Linked DNA regions of Mus musculus: region 1 is linked to region 2. The links are chromatin contacts, called in public promoter capture Hi-C maps. All regions are on one chromosome and are shown on one strand. Each heading gives the region's core, a stretch centred on a gene start, on an enhancer-like site or on the middle of the called end of the contact. The rest is flanking DNA. Distances are from core to core; before and after follow the strand shown.

Region 1 (2,700 bases), core at 173-2,672, 6.5 Mb after region 2:
GTATGTGTACCTGCATACATATGCACACACTCATGCATACAGTATACTCTGTGTGTGTGTGTGTGTGTGTGTGTGTGTGTGCGCGCGCGCGCGCGCCTAACTTCAGGCTAAGTTCAAAAAAGTATAAAATAAAGCCATATATAGTTTGGGTTACCTTTCCGTTGCTGTGATAAAACACCATGACCAAGACAAGTTACAAAAGAAAGCATTTAATCTGTTGCTTACAGGTTCGGAGGATTAGAATCCATGATGTCAGAGCAAAGGAACAGTGGCAGGAACAGCTGAGAGTCTAAAAATCACATCCAAGAGGCAAAGAGAGAGGCCCTCACTAGAAACAAAGGGAGAGGACTTTTGAAACCTCAAAGCCCGCCCCCAGTAACTCACCCTTTCCAACAAGGCCACACCTCCTAACACTTCCCAAACATTTCCACCAATTAGAGACCAAGTATGAAAATATATGAGCCTAAGGAAAGCACTCCCATTCAAACTACCAGACATGTATTAAACAATTTAGAGATAGTGGAGGAATCAGAAATAAAAACAAGGAAACAATAATCCCAAAGCTGGGACAGAGGGTCATTCAGGCTAAACACCTATACACACAAGATAATAAAATAAGGTTTTTTTAAAATTTAATAAAAAAGAAAACTCTTTTAGGCCCATAGGAGGTCAGACCAGACACCAAGGATGTAAAGACAGGAGAATTTTTCCCACACTTGAGCCCACACCCAACTCTCTGGCTAGTCCCCAGCCCCCAGCACACCCTTCACTGCAAGGTACCACACTGACCTCCAAGCCTTCCTGAAGGCTTTTAAGAGCAATTCTCAGAAACCACAGTGCAGGGCTGGGCTCCTTCAGTGTCCTCTCAGCAGATGTGTGCCCTCCCTGTCCATCCTGCACATTCCTCCAACCCACTTTATGTCACCGCACCGGCATCACAGGCCCCATCTGTAACTTGTCTCTTTACTAGTTCATTGGACGTAAGTGGATAGAAATGGAGACAATTATACTTGAAATATTCCCTAGAAAGACAGTACCCAACGCCCAGTCATCACTTCGGAAAGACTGGGACAAAGGATTAGGTTCTTGAAAGCTGGGTTTTGAAGGAGAAAGGGATCAATCCTCAGTGGCCCAGATGCTGCTGTTAATGAGAAACATTGGAATTCAAAGGCTGCGTGTGATAACGCAGGTGAAGAAATGCCACCTTAAGAGACTTCTACTTACCAGATCCTGGGGCAGGCAAGGGTGGGGCCAGCTAAGGGCAAGACCAGGTCTGCCCAGCTGCCCCGAAGGCCAGGGTGGGTGGTCCACCCTTCACAAGCTACACCAGGGCTATGAGAGGAGCGTCTCAGTCAGTGTCCCGTTCTATACCTTGACAGTGGCACAAGCCAGAGTTAGTTTTCCCCAGCTGTGGCAGACTCCTACCTCTCAGCAGAGTCTAAAGAAGGGACTTAACCCGTGGTCAGAGGGTAAGGAATGATCTAGTGCCTGGTCAGCTCAGCAAAACTCACAAGTGACAAGGGTGCTGAGAGGCACTGACCACAAGGACCTCCTTCACCGCTCACTTCCTGCCAATCGTCCCTCCTCTCTGCCACCCCGCATTCAGACTAAGTACTGATGGTCACACATGTGCTCCACAGTTGGCTTTGCAGGAAGCAGCGGGGCAGTCTACCGCAACAAACAGCCCCCACCTGGCTGATCTCTCTTATCCAAGATCAGAAAGACGTACCTGGAGGGTGGTGGTCAAAGCCTGCGGATGTCACATGGTGTGAGTGCTTCTATCCCCAGCCTCCAATGGCTCAGCTCAGGGGAACAGACCAAGACCTGGCCTCGCATGGCAGCCATCAACAACAGTGTTTCATTATGAATCACTTGTGCTGGGTTTCTCTTCATTTCCTGGAGAAAGCAGAAGTGGGAAGTCAGCAGATGCCTGCCCTTCCCATCCTTCCCTCCAAGGAGCCAATGACAGAGCTGCTTCACCAATGACTGGCAGGACAACATGGGTTTCACAAAAGCTCCCCTGAGACTGTGTGTTTGGTGATCAAGCAGAGCCAGGTGGGACCTAGGAACAGAAGGGAAAGTACAGCCTGGTGCCCATGTCTGAATTCCGCCTCTGCTGCTTACTAGCTGTGTGCCCAGCAGGCTGGGGTCCGTATGGCTCCTCGTCCTAACCCTCAGCCTCCCAGTCCTAATTTCAAATCCCTAGGAACTAAATCTAAATGCCTTCCCTTCTCTAAATGGTAAGGTATGGGAGCAGGTGTGTGGAATACCAATATGGAAGAATGGCTCTTTCTAAGACCCCAGCAGAGTTCTTAATGTCTCCACAGGATGGAGAAGACTAGATTGGAGCAGAAGCTTAGAGAAAATCAGAAACGTCTTTGTAGATAAGCCAGGCACAGGGGGGACTGGGGGAGACAAAGCCAAGGGTTAGGGGTTGCAGGAGTGTGAGGCTCAGAAACACACAAAGGAGAAAGTGGGGTGTTCTCCTGATGAGGTGACTTCATTCGTGCAGGTGATGTTCTGCCCAGATGACCCACAGGACAATGTGGGTCAGTAGGGGAAAGGGCAGGGTCCAGGCACTTATAAGAGCAGAGAGGAATCTCTGATTGGATGTTGCAGCCTTGTGCCTTTACAATATGCACATTCCCATAACTCCAGCTTTTCCTATGGGGAAAGTTTCACACTCGGGCTCAGCAAACA
Region 2 (2,700 bases), core at 160-2,659:
CCATAGTTTATAGGTCATATCCCTGTCATTATTTGCAGTATGCCAAGTTCTCTGTTTCCTTAATGCTTTCAGACAAGAGGAACGGTGGGCTCTTGCCAATAACATTAAATAGGAAGCCTTATTTCTGAACAGAAGACATCACACATTGAACCTAAGAAATAGAGAACTGCTCAAACAAAAAGTACCTTCCTAGAGAAAATACTTAAGAGCTGGTGAACACTAACTAGGAAGGGTAGGATTGTGGGCGCTACTAACGGTAAACTTTAGCAATAGTTATAAGGTGACATTCTTAGATAATTTGCTTCCCCCCTACATCGTATTTTGTAACCAGTAAAACGGTAGTAAATTCTTCATTATTATTCTGGGAATAATAGGAATGAATAGGACAGACAAGGTTCCTGTTTCAGAAACGCAGTCTTTAGTTGACCTCTCAAAAAATTAGTACTCTACTGGGTGTGGTGGTACAAGCCAAGAAACCTGGCCATTCTGGAGGGTGATGTAGGAGGATCACAAATTCGAGAGCAGTTTGTCATCTCAAAAGGAAAACTGTCCACAGTGGTAGAACGCTCTTAGCAAGCTTTGAAATCCTGGGTTCCATCCTCAGTACTGGAAGCGGATGGAAAACCGTCATAGCATTCTGATGATTCTTGGCGTCATGCCTAGGAGTTTTCCACCTTTACTCTGCCAGCAGGTCTGTTTTTAATTCTCTCTGGAGAAGCTAGAATCAGATGCTGCCCTTGTGAAGGCCAGCCACGCTTTAATTACTAATACTTTCACCCAACTGCAAAAATCAGAGACCCCTTTATCCTTAGAGGGATACTTTAGATGTCTATAAGTTTTTTTCAAAAAATGAATAAAATTAAGTCTATGCGAGTAAAGACTTTCCTTTGTTGTGCGGGTTGTCTTTGGATCTCCTATCCCTGCTTGCTGTGAGCAGCGAGCTACTAAGGATATTTCACATGAAATCCGTCTCATCGCATGTCCCTACCCAGCCTGGAAATTTTTTATTAAAACAGGGTCCATCTTCGTTCCTTCATTGTGACAAACTTACTGGTTGCTTGCAAGATTTGATTACATTTGTGGGAGTGGGAAACCACCGAGGCTCCCGTGAAGAAGTCACCCAGAGGTCAGCAAGAACGTCACCACTCAGCCCACAATGCACATCTCGCCTACCCGAACCTTGGACTACTACTATTCATCCGGGCGGAAGCCACTCACCTCGAACCCCATTGGACGAGATGCAGCAAGGACTCATGGGAGCCCGCCTGTCCTTCCGTCTGCCTGTGCCAACCGTCTTCGCTGGGCTCCACGTCCGGTAGTTCGCACGTCGGCGTAGCGGGCTCAGGCCCATTGCGCGCAGGCGCGGTGGCCCGGGCGGCGCCTGCAACGCAGGGGGGTGGGGCAGCGCTGACGCGATTCTGTCCGCGTTGGAGCGGGCGGGCCGCCGCCTGAGTCTCCGCGGCCGCCGTGTGACGTGGCACAGCCGAACACTTAACGCCGCGCCGGAGCCACCGCACCAGACGCCTAGCAGGTCCCGGTCCCGCTACGTCCTGTCCCGCGGCTTCGCCGACACTCCAGCCAGCGAGACAGGTCTTCAGCGTTTTCTCCTCCGCCCACTCGGTTGTGAGCCGGAACCGTGAAGGCCCGAGGGCGCACCAGACCCCCTCCTTTTGACCGTCAAGTGCCACCACCGCTATGGGCCTCACCATCTCCTCTCTCTTCTCGCGCCTGTTCGGCAAGAAGCAGATGCGCATTTTGATGGGTGAGTGAGGGACCGGGGCCGGGGAAGGCCATGTGTCTTCGCCAGCCGGTGGCCCGGCGCCCAGCCTTCTCCGGCTGCGGTGGGGGAGGGCGATCAAGAAGCATCGTTCGGGGAACAATGGGGGCGAGGGGCGAGGGGTTTGTTTCCCACAGAGGCTGAGCCAGAGAGTTGGGCCAGATTTCCTCGCTCCTGGCTTTACGTGCCTTTCTCTTCCTGCTGTAATTGAGAGCCTGGGGAGATTGAGCGGAGATAGATGTAGGGTTAGCTCACACTGGCGGAGCTCATTCTAAAGGTGCCGTTCTCAGGGTGCAATCTTCCTTCCACCTCACTTCCCTGGCGGTGGGCAGCGGTCGAGAGTGAAGCTGGCCTATTCCAGCCTTCCTCCTCCTCCCCCTTTCTTGGTCGTGTACGCCCTGTGCACACAACCATCGGTATGTGGCCCGGGCCAGGAGCCGCCTGGGGCAGGAAGTGACCAGGCCCACTGTGGCGAAGTCACACTTGGTGCTACCCAAGATTCGGAAAAAAAGTCCGGAGACTTCTGAGCTCACTTTGCTTAACTTTGCCTTGCTCTGGATTCGACTTTCTTTTCTCGTGATTATGAAGCCTATTCTGTGAAAATGAAAGTTATCCCATGGCTGTCTTTCAGTTCTAAACCTGTTTGGTTTGCTATCTTTGCTCTTTCATACGAATCTTATCCATTTGGCCTGGATAATAATAAAATCCAAAAGCTTTTAGAGACGAAATCTTTTTTTTTTTTAAACGGATAGTTGTAAAGCACCTCAATTGAGCTACAAAAAAAAAAAAAAATCGTTTGTTTAAAAAGCTGCCTCGCTGTGACAGGTTTTATTGCCCAGCGGAGGCCTTTCGCTTGGGCATTGTAAAGTGGCCTCTCCTTAGTACAGCAGTCTACCTCACAGCTGAGTTGCAAGGACCTGAAT

Evidence for each region. Promoter capture Hi-C pulls out the DNA fragments that hold promoters and counts their contacts.
Region 1: a contact with region 2 is called in a promoter capture Hi-C map of pre-B cells, with 4 times the contacts expected there. The contact joins the promoter of Wdfy4 here to the promoter of Arf4 in region 2. A contact is called at or near these places in 1 of 39 promoter capture datasets (pre-B cells) and 1 of 484 Hi-C or Micro-C datasets (B cells).

Annotation. Positions count from the first base shown.
Region 1 is chr14:33,183,644-33,186,343 of GRCm38.p6, forward strand. Wdfy4 (WD repeat and FYVE domain containing 4) reads right to left here and starts at 1,423. Exons shown (of 59, transcript NM_001146022.2): 1 at 1,225-1,423.
Region 2 is chr14:26,636,725-26,639,424 of GRCm38.p6, forward strand. Arf4 (ADP-ribosylation factor 4) reads left to right here and starts at 1,410. Exons shown (of 6, transcript NM_007479.4): 1 at 1,410-1,762. The coding sequence starts at 1,696.